2 separate regions of the Mus musculus genome follow, and region 2 is linked to region 1. Evidence: chromatin contacts called from public promoter capture Hi-C data. All regions are on one chromosome and are shown on one strand. The core of a region is the stretch at or near the end of the contact, and the rest is flanking DNA. Distances in the headings are between cores, read along the strand shown. Region 1 holds the start of Zfp715 (zinc finger protein 715). Region 2 holds the start of Cd33 (CD33 antigen).

Region 1 (7,240 bases), core at 3,242-5,741:
AACCACAGTTACCCTGATAACCAAACCATATAAAAACTCAACAAAGGGAGAGAATCACAGAACAGTTTCTTATGGACATAGATGCAAAAATAATAAAATACTTGTAAAAATGAATCCAAGAAACACATCAAAATATCATCCACCATGGTCAAATGGGCTTCATCCCAGAGATGCAGGGATGGTTCAGCACTCAAAAATCAGTAAATGTGATCCAGCGGATAAACAAAGTGAAAGACAAAACCCACGTGATTTTGTCATTAGATGCATAAAAGGCATTTGACACAATCCAACACCCCTTCCATGATGAATGTCCTGGAGAGATTAGTGAATCTGTAGATTGCTGTTTGGTAGGATGGCCATTTAATCATGTTAATCGCACCAATCCATGAGCATGGGAAATCTTTTCATCTTCTGATATCTTCTTCAATTTCTTTCTTCAATGTTTTTGTCATACAGTTTTTGTCATACAGATCTTTCACTTGCTTGGTTAGAGGTACCTCAATATATTTTACATTATTTGAGGCTATTGTGAAAGGTGTTGTTTCCATCATTTCTTCCTCAGTCCATTTGTCATTTGTATGTCAGAAAGGCTACTGATAGGCTGGTGAGATGGCTCAGTGGGTAAGAGCACTGACTGCTCTTCTGAAGGTCCTGAGTTCAAATTCCAGCAACCAGATGGTGGCTCACAACCACAGGTAATGAGATCTGACGACCTCTTCTGGTGCGTCTGAAGTCAGCTACAGTGTACTTATGTATAATAATAAATAAATAAAAATTTTAAAAAAGGCTACTGGTGGGCTTGTTTTTTTGTTTTGTTTTTTGTTTTGTTTTTTGAAGTTAATCTTGTGTCCAGCCACTTCACTGAAATGTTTATCACTTAAAGGAGTTCCCTGGTAAAACTTTTAGGGCTACTTATGTATAGTATTATACCATCTGCCAATAAAAATACTCTGACTCCTTCCTTTCCAATTTGTATTATTTTGATCTTTTTCAGTTGTCTTACTGCTGAAGCTAAAACTTCAGTTATTGTATTGAATAGGTATGGAGACAGTGGATAAGGTTGTCTTGCTCCTGATTTTAGTGAAATTGCTTTGAGTTTCTTTCCATTTATGACTTAATGTTTAAGAGGACTTGTTTTTATAGAGGACTTAGGCTTCATTTCTAGTTCCCACATCATAGTTCTCAACCATTCGTATGTAACTCCAGTTCCAGGGATCTAGCACCTCTCCCGATCTCCAGGGGCACCAAGCACAACTGTGCACATCTGTACGTTCAAGTAAACACTCATACACATAAACAAATCTGTGAAAATATCTTTAATAAAAATTTGAATTCTGCTTTTAGTCCTGGAATGCTTTCTGATGCAGAAGCCATAGATCCTGTTTGGCTTGAATTTATGTCGCTAAAAGTCTCTAGGGGAACTCCTTGGGATCCTGACGGTGGCAGCAGGAGTGTGCCTCCTGTGCCTGCACCCACAAGCTGACAATATCTTGCTGATGTTCTCCACGCTGGTGAAGAACTGCACTGGTTACAGTGCCCTGTGTCATGGTTTGTCAACCCATTCTACAGAGCTGCCTATTGCTAGTCTCTGACCTGCTCTCCCAGTCTCCTCCTTGTTTTCCTCTGACTCACACTGTGGTCTTCTACATGAAAACATCAGTAACCAACACCCACCCACAAAACTTTATGCATTTGAGAATAAGCTTTTGTTCAGTGGTGACCATGAAGTGATTCTAAATTGTCAGGTACAAGAAATTTCCTTTCAGCTGGGTGTGGTGGCGCACACCTTTAATCCCAGCACTCGGGAGCCAGAGGCAGGCACATTTCTGAGTTCGAGGCCAGCCTGGTCTACAGAGTGAGTTCCAGGACAGCCAGGGCTACACAGAGAAACCCTGTTTCGAAAAAAAAACCAAAAAAGAAAGAAAAAAGAAATTTCCTTTCAGCCAGAATTGGTGATGAAAGAAAGATGAAATTTTAAGACCTGTAAGTCATATAAAGTACTCAGAAATTGCTGGTTGTTTGTGAGCCTAGAGGCTGCCTGGGGCTGAGAATAAAGAAAAATAAACCCGGGCATGTTAAAACATTCCTGGGAACAGCTTGACCATAAAGATAAAGAGGAATGTGAGGACATAACAGGGCTATCTGAACTGAGTCTGCTAGCATTGATAAACATCCAACTCACAGAACTCTGACTCCCTGATCTGCATGTACATGTAATTTTTCTGCTGATGTTTGAATAAGCCAATAGTGTGTCGCTATGCTGAATTCCACACCCCTAAGCCCCTCATCCCATAAAAACCCCTAGCTTTCGAGCCTTGTGGCCGGCATCCGTTATCTCCTGTGTGAGATGCATGTCGGTCCGGAGCTCCGTCATTAAACTGCCTCATGTGTTTACAGCAGAAGGGATTCTCATGTTTCTTTGGGTGCGCTCTCTCACTCCTGAGACTAGAGTAGGGGTCCCCGAAAGGGGGTCTTACTGTGACACAAGACTGTAATGGAAACACTTGTGAGGTCAACACAGATAAATGGAGAATTTAAGTCCAGCCCAGAATACAAAGAAGCCCTGTCATTTAAAAAAAAAAAAAGTAAAGAAAAGAAAAAACTGGAAAATGGGAACAGAAAGAAAGAAAGAAAGAAAGAAAGAAAGGAAAGGAAGGAGGGAGGGACAAAGAAAGAAAGAGAAAGTGGGTAAGTGGGTAATGAGTTTGTCTAGTGGGTAAAAGTGCTTGCCTACAAACCAGAAGGCCTGAGTGCCAAAGATAAGTCACTGACAATTGTTATAGCCTGGGTCCTGAAAGCCCAACCAAGTTGGAATCTGACCAATTAAAGAGACAAATAGGGAAACAAACAGATAAAGGAGAAGTATTTAATTTATCCACCTTGAGGTTAGGAACAAGAGGCCCAGTATTACTATACCAAGCCTAAGAAAATTAAAAAAAATAAAATAAATAAAGTCTTGGGCTGGAGAGATGGCTCAGCGGTTAAGAGCACTGACTGCTTTTTCCGAAGGTCCTGAGTTCAAATTCCAGCAACCACATGGTGGCTCACAATCATCCGTAATGAGACCTGACGTCCTCTTTTGGTGTGTCTGAAGACAGCTACAGTGTACTTACATACAATAATAAATAAATCTTTAAGTGGGAGTGAGCAGGGGCGGAGCTGGAGGTCAACCAGAGTGAGCAGAGGTCCTAAAATCAAACTCCCAGCAACCACATGGTGGCTCACAACCATCAATACAGCTACAGTATACTCATATACATAAAATAAAGAAAGAAACCTTAAAAAAAAAGTCTTTAGATATTCCCAGATGCTTTCTGTCTTGGAAATCGAAAGTTTCTGTTAACCCATTAAAGGTTTTTTTTTTTTTCTTTCTCAAAAGCTTGCATAATTTAGGAAAATACAATTTTAAAACAATGGAGATCTATCTTGCCTAGTTTATCTTTCCACAATAGCAAAATGGGAGCTATGAGATTATATTCAGTTATGTAGCCCAGGTTGGCCTCAGACTCAGAGATCTGCCTTCCTCTGCCTCCAGAGTACTGGAATTAAAGGTATGAGCCAACTTCTTGATCAAGATTTAATTCTTTTTTTTTTTTTTTTGGCAGGATTTCTCCTGGCTGTCCTGGAACTTTCTCTATAGACTAGGCTGGCCTTGAACTCAGAGGTCTGCCTGACTCTCTCTACAGAGTGTTGGGACTAAAGACGTGTACCATCTCCACTGGGCAAGATATAAATTTTTATTTTATGTGTATGGGTGTTTTATCTGCACGAGTGTCTGTGTACCACTAGTGTGCTCGGTGTCTTTGGAGGTCAGAAGAGAGCGTCCGCTTGGAACAGGAGTTACAGATAGTTGTGAGCTGACGTGTGAGTGCTGGAATTGAGCCCTTAAGAGCAGTTTGGGCACTTACCTGTTAAGCTACCTCTCTATCATATCATCCCTTCTCCCCTGCAGAATTAGGTTTAAATAGAAAGCAAGAGGTATGTAACTAAGCAGTCTTACCAAGCAATCTTAGTTTGTGGCCCCTCGCTATCATTGTCTCCGACTGAAGTCTGTCCTGCAAAGTGGTCTAGGAAGTTGTCAGAACGGTGTGAAATCTGTTTTCCTGTGACAAGTCCCTGCTCTGACTGCCTCCTGGCTTCAGCACATCCTTTCTCCCATCATGGAATTTCTATTTCTGTGTTCCATTGTCTCAATAGTCTGTAGAGGAAGGGGCACAGAATGTCTCTTTAGACTATCATATTCCTGCCAGGCCTGTCACACCATATGGGAGACAGCTTTCAGACTTCCACTCAAAGGCGTTGCATTTAGCTGCCCGCCCACATGGAATCAAAGTTCCTGGATGGTGGCCTCCAACGTCCGGAGCTCACTCACGCCGCCACCACAGTTTCCAAGGAAACTGGAACCACCCGGTCTGCCATGCTGACTGCTGGCAGGCACACTCGGGTCAAAAGTGTTAGTGGGCATGCGCATTATTCTACTGGGCGTGGACATGTCCTGCCGGAAATCTAAAAGACACCGGAAATAGAGTGGCCGTGAAACCTTAAATGTTGTAGTCATTCGAGTGTTACTTCGCTGGCGGGTCCGCGAGGTGGTTTGGAACTTTTCCATCCGGGACTCTTCGGCTTCCGTGGGCGGAAGTCGCCGTCAGGCGTGCCGTGTGCAGAGCTCTCGGCCGGGCAGTGTGAGGTGAGTGGCGGCGGCGGCGGCGCAGGGGGTGGGAGGACGCAGTGCTGTGCCGAGCGCTGGTTTGTGCTGAAGGACTGGGCTGAGGCGGCTGCCGGGGCTCGTCAGATGGGGTGGGGGTCGCGTGGTGCGCTTTCACCCTGTTCCCGAGGGTTTCCCGTATCTTGGGTGTTTTGTCACTTCCCAATGTGCTCTCCTGTGGGTTTTCACGCAGTCGTCCATGAAAGTTGTCAGCTGAGGCCATTAGGGGGCGGGACTCAGTGAGTGGGCGCTGCACGCAGCGGGTCCCCGGGTGGGAGTCGGGAGCTTAAGGGCGAAGACTTTGAGGTGGCCTGTGCCCCACTCAAGCCGTGATTGGCGTAGGGGTCAGCAGAGGCAGCGATGGAGCCTAGGGCGGGAGTGGGATGCTTGTGAGGGCGACTCTGGTCGTTAGTGTTGGCGTGGCCAGTGACTGTGGCTTGATTCCGGTTAGCACTATGTGAAGAAAATCCCGTCGGCTTGACCAAAGTAGCAAGTGTCAAGACCACAGGTGTCGGAACTGCGAGTGCTCAGGCTCTCACGGATGAGGGAGGGAGAGAGGGAGGGAGGGAGGGGGTCCCACGCTTTGCATGCTGCCTAGTTATCTAGGCTGCTGAGCTCAAGAGATTTCTTCTAAGGTCCGTAAAAGTAGGGAATCTTGTTTTATGGGCTGCTTTTGGGTCTCCTTTTCCAACTAATTCGTTCCTACCTCTGGATGACCAGCATTATTGAAGGAATGATCCCAAATATTAAAAACACTTTCACTCTTTGGGGCACATTAGAGTCATACTTGGGAATCCTTTGGACATTATGTGCATCAGTGCTTGCCTGTCTTTGGGATCCTATACAGACGTTAAAGATCACTGGTTGGCAGTTGACCAAAATAATATTGGGCCGTTTTATTTGTACCCTAATGTTTGTGTTGATTTGGAGTGCTTAAAAAACTGTGTATTGGTCTGAGAGGAGTAAGTAGCTCATATCTTTAAATCCCAGCACTAATGGGGCCCAGGCAGTGAAAGTTAAAGGCTAGCCTGGTCTACATAGCAAGTTCAGGATAGCCAGAGCTAAATAATAGACCTTGTCTCAAATACAGACACACACACACACACACACACACTTACACATGGGAGCGGGGGAGGGGGCACACAGACAGACATGGAGTGGGGGAGTGAGGATTGGATAAGCCTGTTTTTCTTAATGTGTCTGTGTAGACGGGGAAATGTCTAGAAACTCACGCTACAATCAAAATTGGCTGTCATCCTGAGCGCTTTGTGCAACAGGAAACAGGAATGCTGTTTTTAGATGCTGACTACAGAAGGGACTGCATAGATATGGTGGCCAGGGTGTTCCTTAGAATGAAAACAGCTCGAATATGTACCCCTGTTCTTCTATTTAGTGACCTACGAGCAAATCAAGCAGAGTAGTAATGCATATGTGTAGCTAAAAAGTTTGTTTGAAATGCAATCAAAATTAAGTTGGCAACGTACTGATTTTTTGTAAGTATTTTACTTCCTTTCAGGCAGGTGCTGAGGGCTTAGTGAGCCTTCCCTAGCATGGCATTCTGGATCCCTACAATAAGCACCTATGTACTCATTTTGTAATGACTAAGTTAGTTAGCACATTGGTTTTCTACTAGTTAACATGTGAGTGCTGCAGTGTGTCCTTCCTTCCTAATGGATGGTTTTTTAATTTTTTGTTTGTTTTCTTTTGTTGTTTGTTTTAGAACCCAGACTAATAACAAGAGCAGGGCTTTTATGTATCCTCTACACTGCCTACACCTGTTCTTCCATATAGGCCCTCACCAATTCATGGTCAGATGTTTGGTTGTTGTCTTTTAGTGATTTCCGGTGTCTCTGAGACCACTGCAATCATTCAGGCCTAAGGATTTCCTTCTGTGCCACAGCTAGCCCTTCTTCAACGTCCATGACTCTTGAGGGATTTGGATTTGCTACGAAGAAAACGTCAAGAACAGAAGACAGAGGGGCCATGGCTGCAGATCCAAATTTCCAACAGAAGAGCCAGCCATTGGGTGCAGAGGAGCAGCCTGAGTCCTGTGAGGTAAGCAGGAGTGACTTCATGATTGGTTCTTCGGGTCTTCAGGGCAGACGCAGGAAGCTGCAGACTTCTGAGACCATCTTAATCTCGTTAGGAAGGGACTATATATAGCACACACTAAGTAATTACCCCTCACCCCCTTGCCCTCTCTTTCTTTGATACAGGGTCTTAATGTGAGGCTGGCCTGGAATTCTTTCATATAGCCCAGGCTGCTATCAAACTCAACTTTTTCTTTTTCTTTCCTTTCTTTTTTTTTTTTTTTTTTTTTTTTTTTTTTTTTTGCCTCAACCTCTCCAGTAGTGGGATTGTTACATGTCTATACCACTATAGATAATGTCTCATCTACTTAATGTCAAGTTCTTCTTCCTCTTGAGCCCTCTTTTTTTAGGTTTGTTCCTCTTTTACATCTTGCCATCCTCAGTTCTTTTTTCTTTTAAAGATTTTATTATGTGTGTGTGTGTGTACTCTGTAGCTGTTTCCAGA
Region 2 (7,240 bases), core at 1,611-4,110, 220 kb before region 1:
TTGGAGCAGAGGCTCTCCCCTAAAGCTGTAGCCTGCCTGTGACACTTTTTTCCTTAACTAGGCTGTCTTGTCTGGCCTCAGTGGGAAAGGATGCACCTATTCATGCAGAGAGTTGATGCCCCAGGATTGGTGGATATAGGGGTAGGGGTGCACCCTCTCAGAGGAAATGAGGAGGAGAAGGAGGAGGGACTCTGTGAAGGGCAGACTGGGAGAGGGCAGCCTTTGGTATGTAAAAATAACAAAAAAGTTCAAAATAGAAAAGAGAAGATAGCAATTTAGGAGATACAAGATAGTAAACAGCATTATTCCATGGCTCCTGCATCAGTTCCTGCCCTGACTTCCCTGGATGATGGACTACTAGCTTAAAGATGAACTAAAACATTTCCTCTCCAGGTTGCTTTTGGTCATGATGTTTTATCACAGCCATAGAAACCCTAAGACAAAAATTGATACCAAATCTTTTTTCTGCTGCCCGCTGATACAGATATAGAATGTGTGGCTCCTTTTCCAGTATCCATGCCTACCTGTGGGATGCTGTGTTTTACTCCATGACAATAGACTAAACTTCTGAACTATATGCCAGCCAAAAGGCTTAATGGACCACACTAGCAGGAGCATGGAAGACAGTGATGCTGAGGGTGATTTGAACTGTGGAGGTCAGGCTTATATTTGGCAAGGAATGTCACTACTTTTTGCCCTTGTCTGAAAACTCGGCCTGATGATAACTTGAAGAGTTTTAGGTTAATTGCATTGGCAGAAGAGATTTCCAAATAGCCTAGTGTCAACTGTGCCCTTTGGTTATTAGTAGCCAGTCTTATGCAAATCTATAATAAGAAGGAGCAAAACGAAAAATAAATACAAAATATGTAGTTTGAAGCAGAATACACTTTCTGGGATACCAGGAAGTGTAAACAGATTAAAGAAAAGCCTGATACTAAGTGGACTAAAGGGGGTGGTGACCTCAGAGCAAAACCCCACCTAGCCAAGATTCTAACTTATGAAGAAGAATTTTTAAAAAGTGAAAAGTAATTTTTAAAAAAGCTTAGGAGTGCTTGTGTTGTTGTACACCTTTAATCCCAGGACTCAGGAGGCATAAGTTGGCCTGTCTCTGAGTTCAAGGCCAACCAAGCTTGGGCAGTTAAGAAAACCACTGAAAACATAAATCTGGTGAAAAATGTATTTCAATAAGGGCTCCATGTTCCAACCCCAGCAAGCAGCAGCCACATTCTTCTTCAAAATATCACAAGAACAGTCTTTAGGCCAGTTAATAATGTTTTTTCTCCTCTGAAACCTCTTGAGCAAGGCCATCATAGTTTACATTGCTCTCAGTACCACTCTTGTCCCTGCTGCTACCAGTATGGCCCACTAAACCCCATTAAATTGTTCAACTGCCTTTCTAGTAACATCCTGAAGTCCACATTCCACCAACAAGCAGTATGGTCAGACCTGTCACACCAATACCTGATTCTTAGTACCAACTTTTGTCCTAGCCAGTGTTCTATTGCTGTGAAGAGACGCCATGACCATGGCAACTCTTATAAAAGAAAGCATTTAATTGGGACGTTCTTACCATTTCAAAGGTTTAGTCCATTTTTTTTTATCATAGTGTGAAGCATGCAAGTAGACATGGCACTGGAGAAGTAGCTGAGAGTTCTACATCCAGACCCACAGTCAGCAGGAAAAGAGAGTGACCCTAGGCCTGGCTTGAGCGTTTGAAACCTCAAAGTCCACCTCCAGTGACACACTTCCTCCAACAAGGCCACACCTCCTAATCCCTCTCAACTAGTGCCACCTCCTGATGGCCAAGTATTCAAATATATGAGACTACACAGAGGGGGGGGCATTCTTATTCAAACAACCACACTTATGGTATTTTACCACAGAGACAGAAACCGTAAAACAGGGACTATAATCTCTCTGCTTAACAATGAGCCACAGAAGGAACACAGACAAGGACATCTGCCTCTGAAACCCTAAATAATTCTCTCCAGTGTCTTCTGGATGTTTTCTCCACTTGCTGGTCTGTATAACCCGCTCTGTGTGGTCCACACCAGGGACAACTGAGGAAAGAAAGTAAGTACATTAGGAAGGTCAAGCTGGGGGGGCCACATTTTACAAAGCCAATGGAATTTGTTCCTCCCATTCTATCCACTTATTCCTGAAAACCCACTTGCTAGATACACAGGGTAGTCAAAGTTCCAACCAGTTCCTTTATCCCTCCCTAGGGCAGCTAGAGTCTTAGTTAATTCCATATAGAACTTCTTAGTCTTTCCTTACAGTTTTCCAGCAAAGAGGAACCTCTCATGATGTGCTTCTGCCACATACTCATTCATTTATTCATTCCTTCATTCATTTATTCATTCCCTCATACTTCACCCTACAGGAATTCACCCCCCTCATTTCTTTGTAGGGTCCCTGGATCAAGAGCCAAGATTCCAGCTGGTGGTGCCCGAGTCGGTGACAGTTGAGGAAGGCCTGTGTGTCCATGTGCCCTGAAGTACCTTGTTCCTTATTCCTCAAGGTTCCTCTGTTAACCCCTTGAGCCCTGCCTCTGCCAGACTGACTTTTGAGCACATTCAGAAGCTGTGGATTTTCAGACAGCATCTAATTTTCTGATGGTGACAGTGGAATGGGAGGAAGCCACAAAGAAGAGACGGGAGCCGGAGGTGGGTTCTTCTCAGTGAGTGTAGCCCAACATGTGGAAAGTGGAAGTGTTTAATCTTCAAGTTCTGTGACAGCTCCAATAGCATATGTGTGGAAAGTTCCTTCTCTGTGGTCAATTACTCTCTGCCTGACTTTATTACTGGGGTTCCAGTGAGATTTCTTCTCAGTCCTGTGACACCATAGTCTTCGACTCTCACCCATGACAGGAAGCGTCAACCACCCAACCTTCCTTCCCCTTTTACTTGTAGGAACCTAGGACCATTCACTGTGCTATGCTGTGGCCACTGCCGCTGTTCTTGCTGTGTGCAGGTAAGTGTTGCGGGGGTGGGGGTCTTGAATAGCGGCTGGTGGGACAGAACCAAGATACCTCTCATTTCTTTGCAGGCTCCCTGGCTCAGGATTTAGAATTCCAGCTGGTGGCGCCCGAGTCAGTGACAGTCGAGGAGGGCCTATGTGTCCATGTGCCCTGCAGTGTTTTCTACCCCTCCATTAAGCTCACTTTAGGACCTGTGACCGGCTCCTGGCTCCGGAAAGGGGTCAGTCTCCATGAAGACTCTCCAGTGGCCACAAGTGACCCCAGACAACTAGTGCAGAAGGCAACACAGGGCAGATTCCAACTCCTTGGGGACCCACAGAAACATGACTGTTCCCTGTTCATCAGAGATGCACAGAAAAATGACACAGGAATGTACTTCTTCAGAGTGGTCAGAGAACCTTTTGTGAGATATTCTTACAAAAAAAGCCAGCTGTCACTGCATGTGACCTGTAAGCAATGAAGTCACCTGATAGTATCTTAAGAGGCCACAAGGCCCAGTGTGTGTGTGTGTGTGTGTGTGTGTGTGTGTGTGTGTGTGTGTGTGTGTGTGTGTTGGAAGACTTGTACCTCATCCTTGGTAGATCCCTCACACAGATGCTGGGCTGTGTGAAGGAAGATGGTTGTCCTGAGGGAGAGTCTGCTGTCCAGGGAGTTTTTGAGTATCTACAATTGCTTATATCTCTGCCTTTCTGTCTGTGTGTCTGTGTGTCTGTCTCTTTCCCTTCTTCCCTCAGCTCTATCACGGACTCCTGACATTATAATCCCGGGGACCCTGGAGGCTGGCTATCCTAGCAATCTCACCTGCTCTGTGCCCTGGGCTTGTGAGCAGGGGACACCCCCTACTTTCTCCTGGATGTCAACTGCCCTCACCTCCTTGAGTTCCCGAACCACAGACTCCTCCGTGCTGACGTTCACACCTCAGCCTCAGGACCATGGTACCAAACTCACCTGCTTGGTGACCTTCTCTGGAGCAGGTGTCACTGTGGAAAGGACCATCCAGCTCAATGTTACCCGTGAGTGTTGCGTCAGGAAACAAGGCTCTGAGTTTAAGGCAGGGGTTCATGGTAGCTGTGTCTTGATGGCCTGACTATTTGTGAGTCCTGGAAACACACAGGCCCAGTCTTTCTGACTATGATGTCTTGACTAGTTATGGGAACTCCTGTCTTGCCTTGTCCTCAGCTCAACTCAACATGCAAACTTTTTCTCTAAAACATCTGTACAGAATCCCTAGTTTCATGCACAGGTGGGGAGAGTTGTCATGGAGTGGGAGAGCAGGGACTCTTGAGCTTAGCCCACAGACCACCTCTCTTCACACCGGAGACACTCTTTGCTACAGAATCAGCGACCCCCTCCCCATCCACAGCCTACATTACACCTGAGCCCACAAACTCCTCAATCCTTTGGACCATTTCTGGACATGGACTTTTGGCTACTGCTCAAATACAGCTGGGTCCCATATCTGAATCTAACAGTTAATGATAAACAGGTCTTAAGGAAAGTGTGGAGAAAGGTGCCTTTCTCATGGATAGGGATGAAGTGGTCGGTCCTCACCTATGGAGTTCAGGGCAAAACCTTTATATCTTGTTTGGGTTTTGGTGCTAGCAACTGATCCTGGGATGAGCCCTAAGCCACACTCCAGCCTCTGAGAAGTGCTGTGGAGTTCTGCTGTCAGGGGGACTTTGGAATTCCATGGTTGTTTTTACACCTATAATTTTACTTTACATAAATTCATTCAGTATTAACTTCATCAGTATATAATCTATACAGTATTAATTTAACTTCATTAGTAGATTTATCTATACAGTGTTATCATCACTAACAACTGCCATATAATAAGGAGCACACTATGGGACCTTTGCATGTCCCCAGATAGAAACTCTGATCTATGACAATCACTTCCTGTGCTCCTCTGGCAAACACTGACCTGCTCTGGTCTGTACGCATTTGCCTCATCTGTACTTTTTACAAAACTGGAACCCATGGAAATGTGTCCTTCTGCATCTGACTTGCTGTTCGCCAGCATCCTGTACTCGGGTCTCATCTCTGAGGTACACAACAGTATTGCATTCCTCGAGGATCCAAACTGCACCCCAGTGTTGCACAGACCACACTTGCTCATCAGCCTGCCAGAAGACACTCTGGAGTCATTTCGGCTCTGTATTATTGGGTACCAGGCTTCAGGAGCATGTGTTTGTGTCTGAGAGTATGTCCCCTCTCCTGGGCACACAGCAGCAGGGAGATTACCACCAGGGAGAAGGTAATTCTGTTTTTCATTCTAAATGTGCAAAGGTTTCCGCAGTGAATGTTTACCACAGCCTCTGAGAGCACACAGGAGCTCCACACACGCCACATTCCCACCAGTGGGGTCACTTCCCTTCCTTAGAAAACACACCCTGTCACTGTGCACAGAAGTGTCCCACTGTGGTTTTCATTTAACTGACAATGAAAGAGATGGTGTTCTGTTCTCGATGGTCATTTCCCCATATTCTGAGAAGTTCTATCTTGCAATCGTGCTGTTGTTTATGGATTGCTTTGTTCCCTGTGATGTGGGCAGCGAGAGACTGTTCTGTCTGCTGGGGAGTTGACTCATCACACCTATGTCATCAAGGAAGTTTGTTACTCAATGTATTTTGTTTTTAAACTCTTATGACTGTCAGTCAAGACACCAAATATCCTATCCAAGAGAGGAAGGATTTGGGCCGTGGTTTTCCAGATGAGCCCAGCCCAGTGCTTGTGTTTCTGCAGGGAAATCAGGCCAGATGAGAGAGCTGGTCCTGGTGGCTGTGGGGGAGGCAACGGTCAAGCTCCTGATTCTTGGGCTCTGTCTCGTGTTTCTCATGTGAGTACTGCTCCTGGGTTATAATGGAGGCCTGAGGATGACAGGAATGGGGGATGTGAAGGAATCTGCACAGAGCAAATGAAGCAGGGGTGTGTGGGTAGGGGACTGCACATGGGCTAGATGTCTGTGCTCAGCTCTGGTGCATGTAGTGACCGATTCACTTCAACAATGAGGTGGTATGGCTGGCCATGTTTATTTTGTCTCTGGCCAGAGCATAGTAGAGGGCAGTGTTTTACACAGCTCCTCAAGTGCCCACACTTCAATCCTTGGTTTCCTCAGTGTGATGTTCTGCAGAAGGAAGACAACAAAGCTGTCAGTGCACATGGGCTGTGAAAATCCTATCAAGGTTAGTCACACGGGGCCCACACATTCCACGTCTCTTTCATGCCCTACACGAGATAGCTGTATTGGGACCTGGCTCAGCCACCCAGAGCTACTCAGAGCTCACCTTCCTGCTGGTACCATCTCTGTGTAGAGTCCAGTATGGATTTCTCTTGTTCTTTCCACGCCTCCCTCCATGAAACATCACGTAGCCACTCTTCTGCAGGCTTCAGCCCACCTTTACTCACTTCTCCACACTGACCCTTGTTCTCTTTCTCCCCTCACCTCGTTCTATGGCATATGCTTTATTCTCCTCTCCTGGTAAACATCATCAGAGGCAGGAAGCGATCACATCCTATAATCACTGCCTATCTCCAACTGCATCTGATGCTGTGACTCCAGGATGTTCCATACACAGGTCTGTGACAGGCACCTCATGCCTGTGTTAACAGTACTGCCATGGCACCTCCACCACATGGAGACCCACAGTAGAAAGTGGGCCTTGGGGAAACTGCTGTTCTTTAGTCTCTCGCTGGTTCACCTACATGGCAGCTATGCTAGCAGTCACGTTTTGTTTTCCCAATCTGCCTTCATCTCTTTACCATCTGAGCCAGAGCCTCATTGCTACGGCGCTGCCTTCCTGTGGACCCAGTGCTCAGTGTGCATGGTGTGACTCAGGCACATCTGGGGTGGAGTAGAGAGCACGAGATGGGTGACCTTAGGAGGGACCTCACCCTTACCAGTGAATGACCAGTGATACTTCAGGACCATTTGTGGATCAAGGGCCTTATTATAACGACTGCTCTGCACAGACCCTCTCTATCTCCCTGAACCTACTCCTTGTGCCCTGCCGTGGGACCCTTTTCTGTCCTCTCCACACAGGCTCATCAGCAGGACTCCAAGGTGCACAGCAATCCTGAGAATCCAAGACCCTTACAGAAGGACTCACCTCAGGAACAGAGCAGTGTCCACACTAAGATTTCCTTGGATTTCATGGGAGGGAAGCCTCAGGAGTACTCAGAGATCTAAATGCACCAAGCTTTGCTCTCCTGTGAAGAACCTGTGTCCTCTATGGCTTCCTGTGGATAATTCCTGCATCC

The links. Promoter capture Hi-C pulls out the DNA fragments that hold promoters and counts their contacts.
Region 2: a contact with region 1 is called in a promoter capture Hi-C map of the C10 cell line. The contact joins the promoter of Cd33 here to the promoter of Zfp715 in region 1. A contact is called at or near these places in 5 of 39 promoter capture datasets (the C10 cell line, the HPC-7 cell line, embryonic stem cells and 1 more), 1 of 484 Hi-C or Micro-C datasets (bone marrow-derived macrophages), 1 of 115 datasets of contacts at active chromatin or transcription factors (microglia) and 1 of 9 other capture datasets (adipose tissue).

What each region holds. Positions count from the first base shown.
Region 1 is chr7:43,310,551-43,317,790 of GRCm38.p6, reverse strand. Zfp715 (zinc finger protein 715) reads left to right here and starts at 4,491. Exons shown (of 5, transcript NM_027264.4): 1 at 4,491-4,687; 2 at 6,606-6,760. The coding sequence starts at 6,626.
Region 2 is chr7:43,528,791-43,536,030 of GRCm38.p6, reverse strand. Cd33 (CD33 antigen) reads left to right here and starts at 2,860. Exons shown (of 6, transcript NM_021293.3): 1 at 2,860-2,973; 2 at 3,049-3,429; 3 at 3,715-3,993; 4 at 5,726-5,819; 5 at 6,099-6,165; 6 at 7,023-7,240. The coding sequence starts at 2,937. The coding sequence ends at 7,169.